Linked DNA regions of Mus musculus: region 1 is linked to region 2. Evidence: chromatin contacts called from public Hi-C data. All regions are on one chromosome and are shown on one strand. Each heading gives the region's core, a stretch centred on a gene start, on an enhancer-like site or on the middle of the called end of the contact. The rest is flanking DNA. Distances are from core to core; before and after follow the strand shown.

Region 1 (3,922 bases), core at 385-2,884, 84 kb before region 2:
CCCTCAGCACTGCTGGCACCAGGAAATAACATTTAATTTATGCAAGAATGATGTTTCAGAGAAGGAAATGAAATTCTTTTTTTTTTAAATTTTATTTTAAGATTTATTTATTTATTATATATCAGTTACACTGTAGCTGTCTTCAGACACTCCAGGAGATGGAGTCAGATATTGTTACGGATGGTTGTGAGCCACCATGTGGTTGCTGGGAATTGAACTCAGGACCTTTGGAAGAGCAGTCGGTGCTCTTAACCGCTGAGCCATTACTCCAGCCCTAGGAAATGAAATTCTTATTTTTTAAGGTGAGGAAGAGGAAGGGGGAATACTTCCCTGCTTTCCCTGGTGATGGAACAGGATGGAGAACACATCTGCTTTTTCCCATCTGAGGTTGGCATCCACTCTTTTTCTCCTCTCCTTTTCCTCTCTCTCTCATCTCCTGCATCTCCCCTGCTTACCCTTTCCTCCCTCTTTTCCTGCTGCCCTATAGAGACCCTGCTTTTGTCTAAGCTAGTCCCAGGGAACTCAGTGTCATAGTTTGGAGATTCCCTGATGCTGGGGTGTTTTGTGTGGTCTTGTATCTCCTTTCCAGCATATATCGTGGCTTTCAAGGGCCATACCAGGTGCTTGCCCTGTTCTGCCTTGGCTTGTGCAAAGTGCTGCATGTTGCTTTTGGAGTGTGGTTGTACAGTTCCTTGTGGAGTAGCCAGGACAGTGCATGGTTACAGGATGATGTCAGGGTCGCTGAGCTTTGGGGGAGGCTGGATGTGGATGGGCTTTACCTCTGGGTAAAGTAGGCCTGGGCTTCTGGGCCAGGTGGAGGCTCTCTGGAAGAATTGATCAAATTCAAAGTTGCTTGCCATTTAATGAGTCCCAGGTATATGAGCTCTGCCAGCCCAACACATGCAGGCTCTGGAAAGCCCGAAGGAAAAGACATGGTCCTGTTTGGAGAAACGCCTTCTGCAGAGGGAAGCTTGCCAGGTCTTTCAGGAGGGAGGGAAACTGTATCAGTTGGGAGCTCCTGGTGGGACACACAGTTTAGCCTTGGCACTGACCCAGGTCTGTGCCCTTCCTTGCTCTGCTCTTGCTGTGCTTACTTAACAGAGTTAAGCTCTCAACCTCAGTTTTCTTGTCTTCAAAATGGGAGAATAATTACGTGTGTGTGTGTGTGTGTGTGTGTGTGTGTGTGTGTGTGTGTAGAATCCCACAAGTGAAGCTGTACATAGAGCTTATCTGAATCAGTAAATTTATGACAGGTATAATTTGGTTTTAAAATCCTATCAGAGTATACATATAAAAATAAATCTTGTCAGAAACTCTCCTTGTCCTTTGGTGGGAGGCATACTAGATAAGCAGCGTTTGATGCCATGTATAATATACACAGGCTTGTCTCTGTCTGAGACTAAATTAACATACTTCACCAGTGTGGTGGAGTTTAGAGGAAGGCCGTGGTGGTGAAAGGTGAGGTAACAGAAGGACGGAGAGACACATGGACTGTTGGTGTGTGAAAAGCAGTGCTTGGTCTCTGGAGAGGCCAATCTGCAGGGATCCATGACCTGTGTTGTTTGGAAGCCTATAGGCTCTGGTCATGGAAATGTGTGATGCAAGGAACAGAGTCTTTCTTAAAAAACATCTGACACCAAGGAAGAGATTCCACAGAACAGCACAGAGAAACATAAAGGCAGCTGGTGGAGTTGACAGGCTTGAGGCCAAGAGCCAGGGAAATGGAATTTGAGTCCTGGTTTCAGTGTTTGTTGTATGATCTGAAGTCGATTACTAACTTCTTTGGACTTCAACTTCCGTCTTCAAAATCAAAGAACCATTTTGAGGATGAGAAGACATATATCTAGTATACAGTATTCGGGGAGTAAACATAATTGCAGCCCCTGCTGCTCTTTTCATTACTATGATAAGACTTTCCAGCCTCCTGGGACTGCCCATCGCCAGCTATAAGCATGGAAGTCTTTCTCCAAAACCCTGTAAGTTTTTTCCTGTAGTATAAATGAGTGCACTGAACCATGGGTCATTCTTATAGACAGACTTATAAATGAATTTATATGAACAAATTTTGGAAATCTATTTTTCTCTTGATTTGCTATTTTAAAACCAGGTTTTTAGAAGCCCTTAATAGCTTAATATATAAGAGCCTAAAGTAGGCCAGTGTCTGTAAGTCTGGTGAGGGTGAGGGTTTCATAAAGCTTTGGGATATTTTTCTAAAACACTGCTTCAATTAGGGAATGTCCCCTCCTCCAGGTTGCTGTTGATTTGGGGGACGTACTCATGTCCAGATGCACCAAATATAAAAGATGAATTTTAAAGCTTTTAACTATCACAAAGCATCAAATCTTTATGGGGGTTTTAAAGGTCTTGATGACTTTCAGTTGCCCACATTTGCATGTCTGTGAAGGTTTTTGACAATGAGGATGGTAAGGAACGGTTTAGGGATGGCAGGAGCTCCTATCAGTTCATCAGCTTCTGGAGAACCTCCCACGCGCTTCACTCTTGCAATCTGCCACTTGCTTAAACAGGGCAGAAAGTCAGTGGGTTTAAAGTGTCTTTACAATTAGAAAGGCATATTTTTTTGTCAATTTGTCTTACAAGACAGATATATATATACATTTAGGTTTCATGGAGAGCTAAAGTGTGAAAGGGCAGCACAGACTGCGAGCTAGTGTGTACACACTCATACAGGAGAAACTGAGCAAAATGCAGTGCAGCCACTGACGCTGCTCCAACGAAGTCCTGGAGTCCAGACTCATGGGCCGGTCTTCCCCACGAAGGTTTTATCATTTTGGAGGCATGGCTTTTTAAATCATCTCAAAGCATTTGTCTTTTTGGAGGAGATTTAAAATATACAAGTCATTTTATTTCCCCACAATGAATGACACTTTTCCTGAAAAGACTCCCATCGCACAAAGTGAAACTGGAAGTTTTTGGGATGAGTAGCCTGGACCCTGGTGCTGAGAACTGCAGTTTTACCTCCCTAGCAATCCACACCAGCCTGGAATTCCTAGACGACAGCCAAATTTCCTGCTATGTGTTTAGCTCCAAACTTGGTATATGGTGAAGTTTCTAAATGAAATTTCTTTGTGGAAACAAAGAATGGGTAGAAGGTAAAATCCAAGGACAAAATGGCATGTGTAGATCCTTGGTTCAGAAATTCATGTCGAATCTCTATAGTTCTAACAGAATTCAGATGGACTTTTTTCCTTGGGCTGTCAAAACCTTGCTGTTGTACAGCAGACCCATGACTCCTCTCTGCTTGTAACGGCATTATCATTCACCAGTCCCTCTTGGTACTGTACGTGTTATTGTATCCTGGTAGTTCTGTCGTACACGCTTTGGATATTTGGTTGTGTGATTATTGTGGTGTGCAGCTGAGCAGGGAAGCTAGGATTTTACATACATTTCTAGGCGTTTTTGCTGGAACACAGGCAAGTAAGATGCTTGTTTTTACATGCTAGATAGGGTGGGAGTCACAGCTTTAATTTTTAAGTGTCCTTTTGAAATAAAAGTCCAATACTGTTTTAGTTTCTGGAATGATGCAGATTGTACTGAAGCTGTGTCTCCTCCCAAGGTGGACAAAATATGTTCTGTGTGCAGAAATGTGAGCTGCTGCCTGCATCAGGAGGAAGGGAGAGAGGAAGCTGTTTGTAAAACTACTTAAAATAAATTTGAGGGGTCAAACATGGAGCACGGTCACTAAAGGGAAAGGAAAAAATGCCTTGGGTCAGTTGCACTGGAATAGCACAGGCATTCACACTGGCTACAGGGCTGTGTGCTTCTTGCTAATAAGATACAATTGGAGTAGATAATATTTGAATATCTATGGCTAGATCTCACTGCCTCTGTATCAGGGAAATTTACCTAAAGGGCCATGTTTTAAAAGTTTGGGTTCAGGGGAACAGATGTCATGTGGAAGAGT
Region 2 (4,082 bases), core at 1,496-3,995:
TAGACTGCTTGGTAGATTATGACTGTCAAAGAGTAGAGACAGGAAGGGACTATCTGGAAGGACAGTGGAGGAGGCTTCAGGGACCTAAGCTCTAGAGTGCTGTTCTGGGGGCTTCATGTGGTCTCTGGGCCTTTGAGCACTTTTGCTTTTCCTAGGCTCCCTTTGTCACAGATGGCCTGTGACCACAGCATGAGCTTGTTCCCGCTCCCTAGTACCCACCTGCCTCTCAGGAAGGCCTCCTACACTATGTAGAATAAATCCCACAGACAGGAATGTCAGTCTTGTCCTTTCCTGGTATTGAATTTGAGGCCCAGTAGGCCCTAAGCCAACACTTTTTACATGTAAAAACAGCAGGAGTCTATGCTTGTAAAAATTCAAGGTCACGTCACAGTTGTCTGAATTCCAGTCAGCTGGAATCAAGGAATTGATGTCTTGAATAGAGAGAGCATCTAAGGCAGAGGTTTTCGACCCCCAGGGTTATGTGTGTGTGTGTGTGTGTGTGCGCGCGCGCGCATGTGCACTAAGACCATTGGAAAACACAGATACTTACATTACTACTCATAGCAATAGAAAATTACAGTTATAAAATGATTTTATGTTTGGGGGCCACCACAACATGAGGAACTGTATTAAAGGGATGCACCATTAGGAAGGTTGAAAACCACTGATCTAAGGAGATTCTTATCAACTGATTTAGGAGATCTGACTCAGTCTGACCTGGTACCCGTACCTGCCTTGTGCCTGTGCAGCCAAATGGCTTAAGTCTGCAGAGAGGAAGAGTCAAGAACTGAGTTTGCTTTGCAGGGCTGTAGTGGACAATAAAAGGAGAGAATTCATCCATTCCCATGGTGTTCATTCAGCACATTGTGAGCACCTGCTGTGTGCAGGAGCCAGGCCAAGTCTCGGCTGTTGTCAAAGGTTACTTCTTCAGTGCAGGGCACTGAGTGCCTTATTGAAGTGATAATGGGCAAGAGAGCTAGCTGCCTTTGAGAATAGGCTAGAAGTCTTCCACAATTCATGGGACCCAACTACTCAGTGATCCCTGGGAAGAGACTGGGGCCCAGCCAGTACTTCCATGACCCAGGAAGTACTATGCCAGCACCTCCTTACTTCACCTTGGGTAACCAGCCTGCTGGCTAGGGACAGGAAAGCTACTGACCCTCTCCAGTGCAGCTCACCAACTACACCTATAGCCCAGGCTCAGCCCTACCCTGCCTGGTTTCACTCTGGGCCTTAGCTGGAACCTTGGTTTTGTTTTTCTCCTGAAAGGAAAGTTGAGTATTTCCTGAGTATCTGTAAAGCCAATGCACCACGTAAACTGAATACTTACATTCTTTCTTTAAAAATAAAATAAAACAACAGTAAAAGCACTGTAAACATTGCTGTAATTGTTCACAGGCTTTAACTTGTAATAATTACAGGGAGCAGGCAAGTGAGACGCCTTATTAAAATAGAGACACTTGCCTGCTTTTGTTTGAAATTTTGGTAAAATACTCCATTATAACATATTATTTTAAAAACTAAATTCTGTCCATTCGGAGTTTGGGTATTTTTGTTTTTGTTTTGTTTTTTTCTTCAGAATATTTAAATGAGCTGACTCTGGGCAAGGGCCATTCAGGAGTCTGGGTCTGCCTTGTGGGTCACTGAACTGTTAGCACACAGCCATGATATAGCCTCTTCCTGGGTTGGCTATTCAGGGTAGCTTTTGTGAAGAGCTCAAATGTGGACATAGTGCTGAGGACCTACCTGGCCTGTGCTGCTGCTGATCTTGCCATCTACTGCTTCACCCCCTGGGACATATACACAGATGCCTACAAGGTAAAGCCGGCATCTCAAGTCTGAGGGAGCAAAGACTTCTGAGAAGAGGCTGAGCTGCTGAGGCCAGGTTTACAGGCTTCCAGGCTAATGCCAGGGTCGCGTGGTGAGAGGAGCTCAAGGTACTGTGGACCATGGCATAGCAGTACAGTGATCCTTAAAAGTATTGAGGAGGTAGTCTTACCAGGACTTGGTGAAGGTTAGAACTTAGAAATGGTGTGGGAAAGACATGAGATGGATGACCCCAGACCTCTAGTCTGAGTTACTGCTGAGTAACAGTACACTTGCTAAGAATGAGATCCCTGAAGGTCTGGAAATAAGCAGGGCTTGTAGCCAGGGCTGTGGCTTAGGTTTCAACAAAGTAGAGATGTAAGGAACCTCCCCCAACACACACACACACACATGCTTGATAGGATGCAAGCTAACAAACAAGTTTGCAGCTCAACATTTGGGATAGTTTTCTATCTGTCAGTACATCCAAGCCTTGTACTTAGGCTTCTAGTATGAGATGATTGGGAAAGTTTTTTAAAAACATAGCCATAGAGGACCCGCTAGGGCTGCTTCTGATATCTCAGCCTCTTGCCTCAGGAGCTGTCCCTATTCTGAAAGATGAGGGGGTGCCTCTGGGGACCCCTGAGAGAGGCAACCCTTTCCTGCTAGGGCCAGGTAACAGAGAGGGCAGCCCCCTACTTCCCAGCCTCCTGCCTCCTCCTCTACTGCTGCCGCTGTGAAACAAACTGGGGTGCCTGGGCGGAAGGTCAGGAGTTTAAAAGCTTGTTTGATTCAAGACTGGGGTAAGAGACAGGAGGGGAGTGCGCTGGTTTTATATGTGGATCCTGGTATTTTCTTTTGAGCTGGGGCGGAGAGTGGAGGGGCAGGGAGGGAAGGCAGGCTGCCAGAGGGAACATTGCCAAGCAGAGCACTGCTAATGCAAACCATACGGCTGGCGGGCAGGCAACAAGGCCCATCTCCTGGCCTGCTTAATGCAGTCCTTGCAGGCAGGCAGGCAGGCAGCCTGGGCAGCAAGGCTGCTTAACCCTTCAGGTGCTGAGCCAAAAGCAGGCCCTTTTACTTCAGCATGTGGCCATTTCTGTCCTAAGCCATAAGAAATAGAAGATTTAACAGTGGCATTGGATTCTACCCACTGGGTGTCAGCAGCACTATTCCTCCCAGCCCATTTGTGACGATTCAAAATCCCTCCAACATTCTGGGAGTCTGCTTGTCTGGGATTGGGAAAACCATTGTGAACAGCCATAGGTCTACAGCAGGTAATTTCAGCCAACAACCCTCCTGGGAAAGGATGGCCATCCATTACTGGGCTATTCTTAAAGTGTTGTTAGGGATGAATAGTGGACAGGCAGCTGCACTTCAGAAGGGAAGCCAGATTTGCCCAGGGCTGCATATACAGTGTTCACCATTGTCTGCCCACACTCCCCTGCTCCTCCCAGTCCCCAACTCCTCCACCTGCTAGTTCCCAGCACAGCAAGTGTAGCCCATATCAGTCTCTGGTCATAAGTGTGGAGGCAAAGCCTGTACAGATCAGGTAGCAATGACGTGAGAGTAATGGTCAACCTGTGTGCAAAGCCCACTGCTGGCGTCAAGTGATAGACGGAGACAGAGACTTATCTAAATAGCTGGAGTAGATGCAAAGCCAGGTGCAGAAGCAGGTTTCAGAACGCCATGGAACTTGGCTCCATTTACATATGCACTCAAGTTTGTACAAATGCGTCAGAAGAGGTCTGGAAGGAGACAGCACAGTGCGAGCAGTGGCTATCTTGGGGGAGTGACAGGCAGTGGAATTTAGGGAGCTCAAAGAGCTTTCATGTCTTAGTCTGTGTAATTGGTGTTTAACTCTTTACAACGAGCCAGCAGTCATCTGTTTCTCGTGGGGCTTTTATGAAAGAAAAAAACATAAAGAGTCAGAGAAAGAAGAACTTTTGTTCCATTCTCCCATGTCTCCATTACCTCCCTTTTGTGCCCTCACCCAGCCTAGGCCCTGCAAAGCCATTCTATGCTGGGGAAGCTTCTGGTGGGGCCTCCCTGTTCTGGTGGGCCTGTGGCCACCCAGTGCTTTTGTGTGCTATCTACAGGCGAGTCTGACCCACTTGGAGCTTAGCACAGCTGAGGCTTACTGCAAGGTAGCCCAGATCTGGGCCCCCCTGTGCTGGACCTGCTCTCCAAGTGGCAGCCTTGCTCTGGTCATGAGCATCACTCCTCACTTCCCCTCCAGCTGTTTTCCCTTTCAGCTCCCAGCCTTTGGTTCTGTA

The links. A called contact is a pair of places that touch in the nucleus more often than the background predicts.
Region 1: a contact with region 2 is called in a Hi-C map of uterus, with 2.0 times the contacts expected there. The contact joins two enhancer-like sites. A contact is called at or near these places in 1 of 15 datasets of contacts at CTCF or cohesin (the NIH/3T3 cell line), 13 of 484 Hi-C or Micro-C datasets (the 3T3-L1 cell line, the HL-1 cell line, the HPC-7 cell line and 5 more), 2 of 115 datasets of contacts at active chromatin or transcription factors (the HPC-7 cell line and embryonic stem cells) and 2 of 9 other capture datasets (adipose tissue and embryonic stem cells).

What each region holds. Positions count from the first base shown.
Region 1 is chr6:88,425,088-88,429,009 of GRCm38.p6, reverse strand. All of the region lies in intron 1 of Eefsec (eukaryotic elongation factor, selenocysteine-tRNA-specific), which reads left to right. Among named protein-coding and RNA genes, the nearest start is that of Eefsec, 19 kb to the left of the region's middle. Within about 2 kb of position 1,634, at least 4 of the 459 cell types and tissues checked have an H3K27ac peak or open chromatin away from gene starts, as enhancers often do. A contact at or near this core is called in uterus, where this site is marked.
Region 2 is chr6:88,342,329-88,346,410 of GRCm38.p6, reverse strand. The region is part of intron 4 of Eefsec (eukaryotic elongation factor, selenocysteine-tRNA-specific); the gene reads left to right. Among named protein-coding and RNA genes, the nearest start is that of Eefsec, 100 kb to the left of the region's middle. Within about 2 kb of position 2,745, at least 106 of the 459 cell types and tissues checked have an H3K27ac peak or open chromatin away from gene starts, as enhancers often do. A contact at or near this core is called in uterus, where this site is marked.